Linked DNA regions of Zea mays: all the other regions are linked to region 3. The links are chromatin contacts, called in public Hi-C maps. All regions are on one chromosome and are shown on one strand. Each heading gives the region's core, a stretch centred on a gene start, on an enhancer-like site or on the middle of the called end of the contact. The rest is flanking DNA. Distances are from core to core; before and after follow the strand shown.

The links. A called contact is a pair of places that touch in the nucleus more often than the background predicts.
Region 1: a Hi-C map of ear shows a contact between it and region 3, with 1.8 times the contacts expected there. The contact joins the promoter of LOC109940202 here to the promoter of LOC103629954 in region 3. A contact is called at or near these places in 2 of 25 Hi-C or Micro-C datasets (ear and tassel).
Region 2: a Hi-C map of leaf shows a contact between it and region 3, with 2.8 times the contacts expected there. The contact joins the promoter of LOC100286124 here to the promoter of LOC103629954 in region 3.

The regions. Positions count from the first base shown.
Region 1 is chr6:126,231,365-126,236,054 of Zm-B73-REFERENCE-NAM-5.0, forward strand. It overlaps LOC109940202 (pentatricopeptide repeat-containing protein At3g61520, mitochondrial), which reads right to left and starts at 1,877. Exons shown (of 4, transcript XM_035960145.1): 1 at 1-1,877. The coding sequence starts at 1,802. The coding sequence ends at 15.
Region 2 is chr6:126,138,282-126,142,784 of Zm-B73-REFERENCE-NAM-5.0, forward strand. LOC100286124 (dynamin-2A) reads left to right here and starts at 2,569. Exons shown (of 22, transcript NM_001159012.2): 1 at 2,569-2,805; 2 at 2,931-2,981; 3 at 3,087-3,207; 4 at 3,320-3,424; 5 at 3,804-3,865. The coding sequence starts at 2,665.
Region 3 is chr6:125,846,262-125,850,814 of Zm-B73-REFERENCE-NAM-5.0, forward strand. LOC103629954 (alpha-mannosidase 2) reads right to left here and starts at 2,629. Exons shown (of 4, transcript XM_008651052.3): 1 at 1,738-2,629; 2 at 1,486-1,635; 3 at 534-566. The coding sequence starts at 2,340.

The sequences.
Region 1 (4,690 bases), core at 627-3,126, 380 kb after region 3:
ATCCATTGTGCTTACTAGGCTCCCAGCCCTCGCACATGGTTATCCTTTTGATCCCTTTGTTGCATGAAACATTTTAATCTCTCTGTTTCACCAATTTCAGGCAGCCATTCCATAAGAACATCCACAGTCACATAATTAGGAGTGCACCTCTCTTCTCTCATCCGGTCCATAAGTTCAAAGGCCTTTTCTGCCATTTTCTTATCCTGGAGACCTTTCAACAATGCATTGTAGGTTGTCACATTTGCAGGCACATTCTTTTCCCTCATTTCATCAAACAGCTTGATAGCTACATCAACTTCTCTGCTCTTGCAGAGGAAGTCAATTAGCGTATTGTATATTACAGTGTTGGGTTGTATCCTGGCCTCATCCATGGACCTGAAAATTCTCAATGCTTCATCTGTTTTACCAGCTTTGCAATATCCATGTACAAGTGTGCCGAAAGTGACCACAGAAGGCTGGCAGCCATCATCAATCATATGCCCCAATAATTCATCCACAGCTGAGAAATCTCCTGCTTTGCACAAACCAGACAACAGGGTATTGTAGGTGTACACATCTGGCTGAAGACCAACTCCTTTCATCTCCTCAAGCAACTCATAGGCCTCATGCAACTTTTTCTTCCGGCAAAATCCACCAATCAGAATGTTGTATGCCTTTGCGTCTAACTTAAATCCTGCCTTCTTCATCGATGCCGCAGTGGTGCAAGCATCCAGCAACCGCCCTGCTTGTGTCAATCCAGATATCATGGTGAAATACATGACTGCGTCCGGTCGATGCCCATGGTCCGCCATCTCATGGAACAATTCCATTGCCATGTCCACATTGTTGCAGTGGAGGAAAGCACTAGCCAAAGTGCTATAGGTCACAGCATTTCCCCTGGCCTCCGGCCAAACTGTTCTCTTCTCACGGAAGAACTCCAGTGCAGCACCAACCCTCCCAACTCGGCATAAGCCACCAATAATTGTGTTCATCGTGATAACATTAGGTGCCACACCCTCTTTCTCCATTCTCGCCACAATTTTGCAAGCCATGCCAATATCCCCCACTCGGCAAAACGCATCAGCCAAGCAGTTATACGTAACTGCGTTGGGCGCACACCCATGCACGTGCCTCATCCGCTCATCCACGAATATAATGGCCTGCTGCAGCCTCCCAATCTTGCACAGCCCATCCACTACGGTGTTCAATATGGCAATATCCGGGCAGACGTCAGAGCCTGGGCTGGACATTCGGTCGAGCACCTTGAGCGCGTCCCCAACGTGGCCTGACTTGCAAAGCCCGTTGAGAAGTATCCCATATGTGACTACATCGGGCTTGACGGAGGCATCTCGCATGGACGTGAACAGCTCCGTCATGCCGCGCAGGTTGCCAGCGCGGCCAAGCGCGGTAAGGAGGCTGTTGAAGATGGAAATGTCCGGCGCCGGCGCGCCCGATGCGAGGGAGTCGCGCAAGAATCCTGCAGCTTCGGCTGGGGAGGAGAAGCGCCTGACGAGCTTGGAAAGGAGCAATGCAGAGGGAGGCGGGATGCGGTGGCGGGCCGCGAGGGAGTGGAGGGAAGCGAGGGAAGCAGGCGTGAAAGCGTGGGATGGCTCAGCGATGAGGGCGTATAGCTCGGAGGCGAGGCCGGGCGACAAGCGGAGGAGGGACAGCGTGGCGGCGGAGGGGGTGTGCCCATGGAGGAGGATGGCGAGGATGGCTGCGGCATTTGGGCTGTTGGGGGTGGGAGAGGAGGTGGAGGAGAGGCGGCGGCGGGATCGGAGCTTGTGGACAGCAGACGGCACGAGACGCCGGGTCGACGACATGGTGGTGGACGGCAGCGGCTCAGTGAGGACAAATCAAGAAGGCAGTGCTAGGCAGACCGCCGATACAGCCGGCCGTGAGGAATTTGGCAAAACAGGTCACTTTAAGTTGCCGCTCTGCGAAATACACCGTTTCGTGGCCGGGTCGTCAAAACAGATCACTCAAACATCGTTGCTCTTCAAAACAGGTTAGCGGGGCTTTTGGCGTTTCTGCAGGTGGGCCCGCGTCTTTATGTGCCGATTTTGCCCTTACGCCTGAACGCAACACCGTCTCCTCCCGTCTTCTTCGTCGCACGCAGCCTTTCTTCTCTTCTCTACCTCCTTCTCTGGACGACGCGGCCGCACTCAATGGCGAACCCTTTCTTCGCTGCGGCACATCGGCGACGTTGACGACGACCTTCTCCTCTTTTCAGGTGATCTTCCCATTTCCCTCTGTATTCTTTCCCCTGCTCTTTCCCTACACTCTGTAACCTTTTCTCTTCCTACACAGTCGGATGTGAGTCGGCGTCGAGCTAGTGGAAATAGGGGGTCGTCGAAGCCTGTGATAGGATCCTGTCGCGCCACTTGCTTCTGCAGGTAACCTATCCCCTCCCCTCTGTCGCAGCTCTTGTGGCAGCACCTTATTTTGCAACATTTGTTTTCATCATTATGTGTAATAATTTGTGCTAACACTAGAAATAGGTGGTGACAATTGCGTGCTCGCATCATGGATGGTAATGATGATGACACCATGTCTATTGACTGGAGTAGCTTTATTATTGAGAATGCTGAAAATAAGGATAATGGGGATCATGGTGATATGTTTAGAATCTGTGATGAGGATGAGATGTATGCGTTCTTGGGACTTGGAGATGAGGAAGAGGAGATGAATCGAACCCACCCGAAACCAAGTAACTTTGCATATCATTTTACATCAGAAAGTAACAGTTTTGATCCAAGTGATCTAGATGTTGCTATGCCAGTTGATGATGAAAATGCAGAAATGGTCAATATATTGCACGATGTTGATCACCCTGATCTGAAGTTGGGTACTCTATATCCATCGATGAAAGAGTTTAGACTAGCTGTGAGGCAATATGCTATAAATGAGGAGTTTGAGCTTGGAATAACAAAGTCGGATAGAAATAGATATAGAGTGTACTGCAAAGGGAATGATTGCACATGCCCTTGGAAACTGAATGGTTCTACAAGACCGGATTCTAGTGTTATGGTACTAACCTTTTCTTCTGCTTCTCTTCAATTGTATAATTTAGTTCACATAAGTTGGTGTTACTTACATCATTATTTTGTTTTGAAGGTCATCGTCTTAGTGAATGAGCATAAATGTGCTTCTAGCAGCCGGATAAGTTATGGGAATGCCAATCAAGCTTGGGTAGCTCAAAAGGCTTTGCCTTTACTAAGAAATGAGCCTTCGCTTGGTGCTAAGGCTTTGCAAAAGAGGTTACAAGACACTTACAACTGTAGGTCAGTTATGATGTGACTTGGAAAGGAATGCAGGAAGCTTTAAAAGAGATGTATGGCAATTGGGATGATAATTTTAGTATGTTGTATAGGTGGAAGGAAGAAATTTTGATAAAAGCCCCTAATAGTGTGGTGGATATAGACACCCAAGTTGTAGATGAAAATGTGTACTTCCATAGATTTTTCTGTGCACTTGAGCCTTGTACAGAAGGGTTTCGTGCTGCGTGTAGGCCTTACCTAAGTGTGGATTCAACTGCACTCAATGGTAGATGGAATGGTCACCTAGCAGCTGCAACAATGTTAGATGGACACAATTGGATGTACCAGATTGCGTTTGGGTTCATGGATTCTGAGAGCAAGGATAATTGGGTTTGGTTTATGACACAACTTCGAAGGGCCATAGGGAATATGGAGAAACTAGCTATTTGTACTGATGCCGGCAAGGGTTTGATGACTGTTGTGGAACTAGTTTTCCCACAAGATGATAAGAGAGAATGTTTCAGACATATGATGCAAAATTTCATCAAAAGATTCCATGGAAATAGTTACAGAGGAATGTATCCTACTGCAAGAGCATATAGACAAGCTGAATTTGATAGACATATTGGGCCCATTTTGCATTCTGGCCCTTAAGTCATTACCTGGCTAAATAGAGATCACAAGTTCAAGTGGATGAGGAGTACTTTTGATCCAGATATCAAATGCGACTACATCAACAACAATTTAGCAGAGCGTTTCAACAACTGGGTCAAAGACCACAAAGACCTGCCAGTAGTTCAACTAGTAGACAAGATTAGAGAGCTTATTATGGTCCTTCGAAATTACGAATGAAAGGTTGTCTGGAAGGTGGGAGTAAACCTAAGACAACCAATAAAGAAGGTGGTAGGCAAATGAAAAGAGGCCATGTACGATGCAAAAAATGTGGAGAGCTTGGTCACAGACAAACAAGTTATAAGTGCCCACTAAACGGTACCAAAAAAAGAAATAGGAAATAGAGGAGTCGCAAATATGCTGGTGCAAATGGACCTTCACAGACCGACATTCAGTCTCCGAAGTCTACATATGATAGGTACATTTCACTTATAACTCTATTGCTTCAAATGTCGTCATATAATGACTAATTAAAATTATATTTTGTACTAGCCTTGTACTTGTGTCTGTTAGTGGAATCCAATCTTCAAGTGCGCCAAGTGGAGAAGGTGGACCATCCACTGTTTTAGAAACACAAGGTGCAGCGCCAAGTGGAGAAGGTGGAGGGTCCACTATTTTAAAAACACAAGGTGCAGTGCCAAGTGGAGAAGGTGGACCAGGAACAGATGGAAGACCTCTTTTATTACTAGGACCATCCAGTTTAGCACCAAGTCTTCCATCTACTCCATCATGCCATGGCGTTGGTCCTAGAATGCTTAAAAATAAGCTCACACCAAAAA
Region 2 (4,503 bases), core at 1,319-3,818, 290 kb after region 3:
TGCACCACCGAACCGGGTGCCACATCAGCTAGTCGTTGGCAGGTGGTTCGGTGCGCCACCAGACCGACACTATTCATGGTGTGGCAAAATTTATAATAAATTCCTGAGAACACTGAGTTCGGCCGTACAGCCAGTCCGGTGCACATGGACCTGGTCCGGTGTGCCAGGCTGTCCAACGACTATGTCTAGGCCCTCACGAACATGGTCCGGTGCTCCATTGGACCGATCTGGTGAGACCTAGACCAACACAACTTAGGCTCTTTTGAGCCTAAGTTCTCCAATCTTTTCGTCTCTTCTTAGAAGCTTCCCTACAACTTAGGCACAAATTATTAGTACTTAATCCAATGGACTAAGTTAGAAAAACTTACCTCTTTCAAAAATATTCGATTTAGTTCCCTATTTTGCTTACGCTAGGTCCAAAATGCACTTTTCTCTACAAAAAGAGTTAGAGACCAAATAAAAGTGCTAGAAACATTGCAATGAACATATGCAACATGTTTAAGCGTGTAAACCTCACAAATTTACCATTTCTCTTCAAGTTGCATTTTAGGCCTCCATTTAAGCTCTTTTGGACTTAATGTCTTCAAATTGCATTGTAGTAGACTTGTGCTCGTACTCATACTACACAAGTTAGTCCATGATGATGTGTTGAACACTTAATCACCAAAACAAGTAGAAATGGATGGTAGGCACATTTCCCTTTCAAGCTCTCTGCTCAAAACCGGTTGAAACCAGTTCTACCAACTTTGGAGTGCCATTCAACCATATTTTGCGCAGAAAGTTCAATAGTCACCCTCTTGAGAGAGCCACCTATATATATCCTATCCTCTCTCTCCCCTCATTTACTTTGGCTGCTCAACACATTTACTCCCCACCAAACTTCAAACAAGAGCTCCAATTCTCTCTCACACCCCAAATCTCGCGCTCTTCGATTGATTGAAGGAGCATTTTGGTGTGAGGTTTGAGTTCCTTGAATCCACGATTTGGTTTCCATTATCCTTCTCTTTTCTCCCTTATTTGAGCTTGTTGCAAACATCAACTCGTGCGAATGTGTTACTCTTGGAACCTAGTGTTCCTTGATGAGTGAGGTTGTTTAGGAGTCTCCGAATTTGTGGACGACCCTAAGAAGTTTGTATCACCTGCTTTTTGAGCTAATTTGAGAAAGGAACTGTCTTGACCTTCATGGTCGGCTAAGGGAGGATTAGGGTTAGAAAGGACCTGGCTCCTCGTGGGCTCCTCAACGGGGAGTAGGACACATTTGCGGTGTGGCCGAATCTCGGGATAAATCTTGTGTTCTTGTTGTGTTCATCTTTGTGATTTATCTTTAACAAGCAAGGAGTTGTGTGATTCTTCGCGCGTGTGGATTTTGTAGAGTTGCTTCACTTCCATAACATTTTCATCTAGATTGTCCCTAGAACTCGTGTCTAAAAGAAACTCTTATTATTATCCGCGTTGTTCTTGATTTAGATCTACTCTCGCAGTTGAACTGGTTCATAGTGGTTCAAGTGCCCCTGGTAGCGGTTGAACCGGCTAACAACAGTCTAATTGGTAATTTGACTTTATTTTGAAGTTTTTGGTGAAAATTTTAGGTATAGTCTATTAACCGCTCTAGGCTACCGAACCATTAGTCTTGTCTCTAGTTGTGTTAAGTTTCATGTAAAAAGATGATTTTATCCTTATTAAAGGTGGCCCATATAATTTGTTGTAATATATTTCAATAATAATTTGTAGTAAACTATTTTAATAAATACTTATTTTGTATTAAATTTTGTAATAAAAATTACTATCATTATTTATATTAAAACAATGTACTACAAACTATTTAAAAAATTATAAATGTAGAGATTTAAAGTTGAATGATCACAATATTTCAAAAAAAATAACAACGTTATTTTTATTACAACTTTAATACAAATTTAAGTGTTTATATTAAAATAGTGCACTTTAGATTATCATAGAAATATATTACACTTAACAACAAATTATATCTATCTTCAATAAAGGTAAAATCATATTTTTAGGGCTAGTTTGGAAACTCTATTTTTCCAAGGGAAAATGAACTAATTTTTTCTTGGAAAAAAGAAAATCCCTTCTGAAAATAGGGTTCTCAAAACTAGCCCTTATATAAAAATTATCCCGTTGGATATTAGAACTAATGGTAGTAGAACTAAATTTATATTTAATGTTATGTAGAAAAAAATATAATTTAAAGATCAAGAAAATAACCTGATATTTTTTAGTAGTAAATTGTCTAAAAAAGAAAATTTGGATCTATACCATTAGAAGATTACAACTTTAGACATATATTAATATATTATTGCTATCTCACTTACATGTAAGATTCACATGAGTCAATGACATATGGATCCAATAATCTAAAGTTACAATGGTAATTATTGCAAAAAAATAAAATAAATGTGCACCTTCGCAGCCAAGCAAGCAAACGAGTCCGTTGATGTGCTCCTCGCCTCCTCCAGTCCCACCTTCTCCGCTGTATGTGAGTCTGTCCCTCTCGTGTGTCGCCCAAATCCATCACCCCCCACGTCTCTCCCATCCCATCCCCGTGTAGATTTCAAATCCGCGTCAGAGCTCAGGTCTGGGTCTCCTCCTTCGCCGCCAGTTGCCTCCTCCAGTCGAGATCCGCCGTCGGGGAGACCACTGACCATGGAGGCCATGGAGGAGCTATCGGAGCTCGCCGAGTCGATGCGCCAGGCGGCGTCACTCCTCGCCGACGACGACCCCTCCGACGACGCCGCGCCGCGTCGCCCCACCACCTTCCTCAACGCCGTCGCCCTCGGCAACGTCGTGAGTATCGGTCCTCCGCCGTTCTCAGCACACTAGACCCCTCGCGATCTGCTCCTGCTGCTAGCGTGCCGCACTACTGCTCGTGTGACCCGATCTGATCTTTTCCGATCCGTTTGTTCATGTAGGGCGCTGGCAAGTCGGCCGTGCTGAACAGCCTCATCGGCCACCCGGTCTTGGTGAGCTCCTACCTCCTAGCCGAGCAGCTTAGTTCCCTTTCGTCCCTTTTCCCTTGTCGTGCTGTGTTTTTTACTGGATTTGGATGGTATTGGTGTGCGGTGCAGCCGACGGGGGAGAACGGGGCGACGCGGGCGCCGATAGTGGTTGACCTGCAGAGGGAGCCGGGGCTCAGCAGCAAGTCCATCGTGCTGCAGATCGACAGCAAGTCGCAGCAGGTTTCCGCAAGTAAGTTGGATCTCGTGGCCGTGCTTCATGCATCTATTAGCGAGTTCTGGAAGCTTGGGACTGAGCCTGATCTTGACCTTGAAATTTCCTGGTTCGTTCTGCTGTGCTGCAGGTGCTCTCCGGCATTCACTGCAGGACAGACTCAGCAGGGGAGCATCTGGTGGATCAGGGAGGGGCCGTGTTGATGAGATTTACCTCAAACTGCGGACCAGTACAGGTTTGTTTGTGCTGCGAGTAGTATAACCATTTAAGCAACTATGCAGCTGTTTTTCTTTCCGTTTCACCAGCATCGTACAGAACAAGGTGTTGAGTATATGCTCATACTTTTGGTGATGGTGTAAGGTGTTGAAAAATGATATGCGTAAATTGAACGATGATGAAATAACAGCTGGGATATGTATGCTTGTGAGTTTTGCACGCTCTGTGTTGGCAAGTTGCCTGTAGAGCAGTATAATCATTTACGGGTACATGTTTATATGTTCTAACATTGGTGAACCCACACATAATTTCTGTACTAAATATGCTTTGTTAGTTTGCTTTTATTTGCTGTGCTGCTTTATGAAATCCTCACCGTATTTTTCTTGCCTTTTGTTCAGCTCCCTCATTAAAGCTGATTGATTTACCTGGGATAGACCAGCGAGCTGTTGATGATTCCATGGTAGGTATTTGAATTATTTCTAAACTATTTTTGCTATACATAGATGCTTAGAGATTAGGTGTAGTGCTGATTAACTGGTTGCACCATAATATCCACAATGAACTTTCATCAGACCATTGGAGCTGTTGATGATTCCATGGTAGGTATTTGAATTATTTCTAAACTATTTTTGCTAGACATAGATGCTTAGAGATTAGGTGGAGTGCTGATTAACTGGTTGCACCATAATATCCACAATGAACTTTCATCAGACCATTGAATCTTGAAACACAAGCTACACATTTTATCTTGGGACCAATAAAAAAACTTGACCTGCGCGGGTAAAACAGCCCCATGTATTGCATTAAGAAGTCCTTATGCAAGTCAAGAAAACCATTGGACCCATGTCCTACCCATACACAGCGGCACCGTAGCTCATATGAGAATGACCACAGCCAGGGCTGGGTCTTAGAGTTGTGCTTTGGTGTAGAACTGGTGAGGAGATTTTTAACCTCAGTACGAAATTATCTCTCACAGGGAGTCGAACTCAGGACCTGATAAGTGCTACTCTGACCACCTAACCAACTCAGCTAGAGTCCCTTTCGCATCTTAGGACCACTAGAACATAGCTTTCGTTTCTCTGCAGCTTGTTTCATTTT
Region 3 (4,553 bases), core at 1,379-3,878:
GCACAGATCTAAGATTCGGCCCCGGTCGCATTCGTTCTCACATGGGCTACGATGCCGTTGTGTATGAGTGGGACAAGGTTTAATGGTTTTCTTGACATGCATGAGAAGGTCTGCTTAATGTAATGCCCAGGGTTGTCTTACCCCCACAGGTCGAGTTTTTTTAAAAACATGAGAAAATATATAATAATAGTAAATAGCATCAAACCAAGTCTATATGGCATCCTCTTAGCGCCTTTTTCTTTGATATGTAAAGATCCATGTGTTTTTCAGCATGGTGCATGCCAAATAAGAAAGAGATAAAGAATGCACTTTGTTTACGCATCAATTACAGAGTACAGACAATCATGACACAACATTTACCAATGAGGAAAGGTATGAACACTGTTTTCAAGTCGTCCGACTAATCGCGATTAGTCGTCCAAGTCGATTTGGACCAATCGCGATTAATCGTCCAAGTCGGTCAGCTAGAACGTGCAGCAAGTAGTCCAACTTGAAAACAATGGGTATAAATAGTCATTTTGGCGTGTACTTGCCTGTTCTATGATGGCAAAGTAGTGGGAGTTTGCCTGCATTGAGAAACAAAGGGAATTCAATGTAGCTTCCTTTTAAAGAGAAATATGAATATGATGAAATACTTTGCTAGAAAAGATTAAACCAACAGAAAGAGTACAGTGTTATAAAACACGCTAGTTTCATTGATATAGAATAAAAGAGCACAATATCTGTTGAACAATGAATGGCTTAATAATAACAAGCTCATAGCAGAAGCAACATGCTAAAGGAAATAAAAAATAAACATGCCGGTGCTGTGTGTGATCATTTAGTCATAACCCTGACTGTTGAATCTCTTTAACATGTGTACTAATATATGCAAATTCCAGAGAAACAAATCCGGGCACGATAGTTCATGTAGGCTATCGTGGCGCTATACCAGCTCACAACAGTTGTCGCTACAATACCATTGTACTAAATAGTGGGCTATAGCAGCTGAGCAGGCCTCTCCGGTAAATTTTATCGCCCGCTATTTAAAACATGTAAATGCTCAATTGCCCACAGAATCTGTAGATTCTCTAAGCTTGAAGTGACCATGTAGCACAAGAGTCACACCTGACACTAGGCCTGAATCGACTCCTAAGCACAGAAACTACAAGTACACAAACCAACGAGATATAAGACCAAAATAAGTTACAACCAATTCATATCAAAAGCATCAAGTGCATACCTCCCTAAGATTTGAGATCACAATGTGGGCAAGGAGAAACAATGAAATTCGGTATCAGTCCTACAAGCACGGCGGAATTCATTTGTAATCGACTAGACAGCCAGGTAATAAAACGTGAAATGAAATTCATTTCGTTCATGGCCTAGACAGATGATGGACGCATAGCATATTGGGATGACAATGGAAAACAAAAGCAAGGAGACAGAAGCTACGGTTTACTCCTTAAACCCCATCTAAACCACAAAATTTTGCATCCCTCTCACCTCATCGTTCATGACCCATCCACCGCTCACAATTTCGAGCTGCCCGTCACGGACAAGCTTAGCGAATGCCTCTCGCATCTTGGGCGTCGCGTCGCGCCACCACCTCTCCAGGTATGACATCTCCTCCCATATGAATTTCCTTCGCGAATCCTATACCACAGCAGAATCCTGAGTCCTGACAATCGTCAAAAGGAGAAGAGCACCAAGAGCCAAAACCCAAAAGCAAATCTCGAGTGGCGAGAACACAAGGACCTTGGAGAGGGACTCGACGATGGTATCAAGAATGTGGCGCGACTGGCGCTGGTAGTACTCCTCCACGGTGCGGATCCAGCCGGGGTCGTTGTGCGAGTGAGGCGCGACGAAGACCTTGAGCTTCTCGGTGTCCCACTCGTCGCCCCTGTACTTGACCTCCCACCCCTGCTTCCACGCACCACCGTCAACGTCGCTGAACTCGATCCCGTCGTAGAGGTCTCTCGTCGTGATATCCACGGGCGCCTCGCGTCCTATCCGAGCCGATACGGCGGCTGCCGCGGCCGAGTCCCGGTGGCGAAAGGCGGGGCTGCGGGTGAGGCGCGCGCGGCGACGGGTGGGGGAAGACAGCGCAGCGGAGCGGGATGAGGGGAAACCGAGACGGATGAAGGCTAGGATGAAGAGCGCCGCGAAGGCCGTCGCCGCGAGGCAGAGGGCGCGCCGGGAGTAGGGGGAGGACGCGGAGTAGAGCCCCCCGCGGCGGCGGGAGAAGGCGGGCACGGAGAGGGAGGACTTGGAACGGAGGTGGTGGTGCGCCTTCGGCTTGGAGGTGGTGGGGAGTAGCGCGCCGGAGCGGGCCCCGCCACTGCCGGAGAAGAAATGCATCGCCGCCGGTTTCGGGGTCGGGATGGAGTGGCCTGACTGACCTCGCGCGGGATCGTCTGTCGTCTCGAGTGGGTCTGTGGGTGCGCGATGCGCCTTTCCTCCCGTGCCCGGCCCGGCCCGGCCCAGCCCAGCAATATTCGGGTGGGATTGGAGAGTCGGGATTCGTGAGTGGAAGAGCTATGTACTAGGTCCAGTTTGGTTTAGGTTCTGTTTGGTTTGGCTGTGGTTGTGAAAAAAACTGTTGTAGACTATAAGCTATATAAAAGTTGTTGTGTGTTGTAAGCTATTAAAAATCTAGGCTTTGTTTGATTTGGTTGTGGCTATGAAAAAAGCTGTTGTAGGCTGTGAGCTATGTAAAAAGCTGTTGTAGGTTGTGAGCTATTAAAAAACTAAAAATCGTTTGATGGAAACCACTAAAGTTGTTAAAAGTTCTTCGATATATGTTTTCACGGTTCCATCTGAAAGCCACTAAAAGCAGGTCCAGGGGTGCTTTCAGTTTTGCACTACGAGAAAGCCGGTTTTTAGAAAAAACTGCTTCCTGCATCCATCCCTTTGGTTTGGCTTTTGGTTTTTATGGGGTAACAGCCTAAACCAAAAGTCAAACTAAACACACCCTTAGGTCACTAAAGTTTTGTGACTAAAACTTTAGTCGTTTTTAGTCCCTAAAAGGCAAATCTCGTGTGGATGACTAAGGGGTTGTTTGGTTCTATACCTATGGTGCTAAAACATTGCCACATAATTTTATGCCGCACTTGCCTAAGGTGGCTAAGGTTAGACGCTCAAATTCTACGCCACAGTTTGCCACACTTTTACCCGTCATTGACAAGTGGGACCTACATAGCAGGAGAAAAATCTTGCCACAACCGTGGCTTCAAACCAAACACATGTCTAACTTGGTCAAACTTGGCTAACCTTAGTCGTGGCAAACAGTGGCAAGTTAGGCAGCAAACCAAACAGCCCCTAAACTTTAGTTCTTTAGTCAACAATGGATGCCTAAGAGAGACTAAAGTAGGATTTTTACCTCATTTGCCCTATGATGAGTAAGTTTAGTCAGAACGAAGCCGAATTACGAACGGTGTGCTTCAACCCTTCACTGACATATGGGTGTCATGTTCGTCAGTGTGGCGTTAAGTTGGCGCTGCGAGATGGCTACTGGGTTTTGGTGCCACATTATAGCTAGGAACGGTAACTTGATCAGTGGATTCGGATGGAGTTAGACATGGATACAATTTTTAACCTATGGGTCAGACCCATATCCAATCCGAAGTCGGGCAGGTATGGATTAGGATATTACCTCCCACTTGTGGTTATCCGATCATTGGATATTCGCAATCGATCCATAGTTTTTTTGGCTAACTCATATTACACAATAAAGAGTAGACCCTAACCTCATGAACCCAATGCCTAACGCTCTCAATTCCCCATTGTTGGCCGCCCTTTTAGCATTGTTGGCTTCGTGCGTTGTGCCTCGTGGCTCCTATCAAGTCCCATAGACCGCAGCACCGCTGGCAGTTGTCCCTTCCAAGCTCCAGTGCCCTTGGTTGTACCCCGAATGTCCATAATAATTCTTTTATTAGGTTTTTAATTGTGTATGATGGTGATTTAGGAAGAAATTTAATTAATTATGTTATTGAATTGTTGAAAATGATTATGTCTATCATATCCGACGGATATCCAAAAACCATCTGAAACCCCGATGGGCACGAGCATGGACATAAATTCTATTTGTGTGTATGCGCAAGCAGATATTGATGCAATTGCAGTGTTAGAGCGAAGGCAAAACACCCCCTCGATCATTTTCCCCTTGTATATTAATTTACTACCAAAGTATCAGGCGTAGGGCCAATCAAACAGGGAAGAAGAGAGGGCGCAGAGATGGACCTCGGAGACCATGGGCTCCGCCCCCTCGCCCTAACGACGAGGACAATAAGGTGTGCTCACCTACGAAGAGGTCATTCTTCGAATACCACCTGAAGCCCTAACTGGGTCGAAGGTGGTTGACTTCGTCGTACCGGAAGGAACAACGGGTCCACGTCTCCTTTGGCACGGAGAGGAGGCAGGTGCCAGGCCTTTGACGCATTCCTGGATTTCGAAGTCAAGGAGAAGGATCGAGATGAGGCTGCATTGCGCCATGCTAGAATAATGAACAATGGTCGGGACTTAGTTGAGGAATTCATTGCATATGGGGTGTGTTTGTCATGCCACCTGATGTT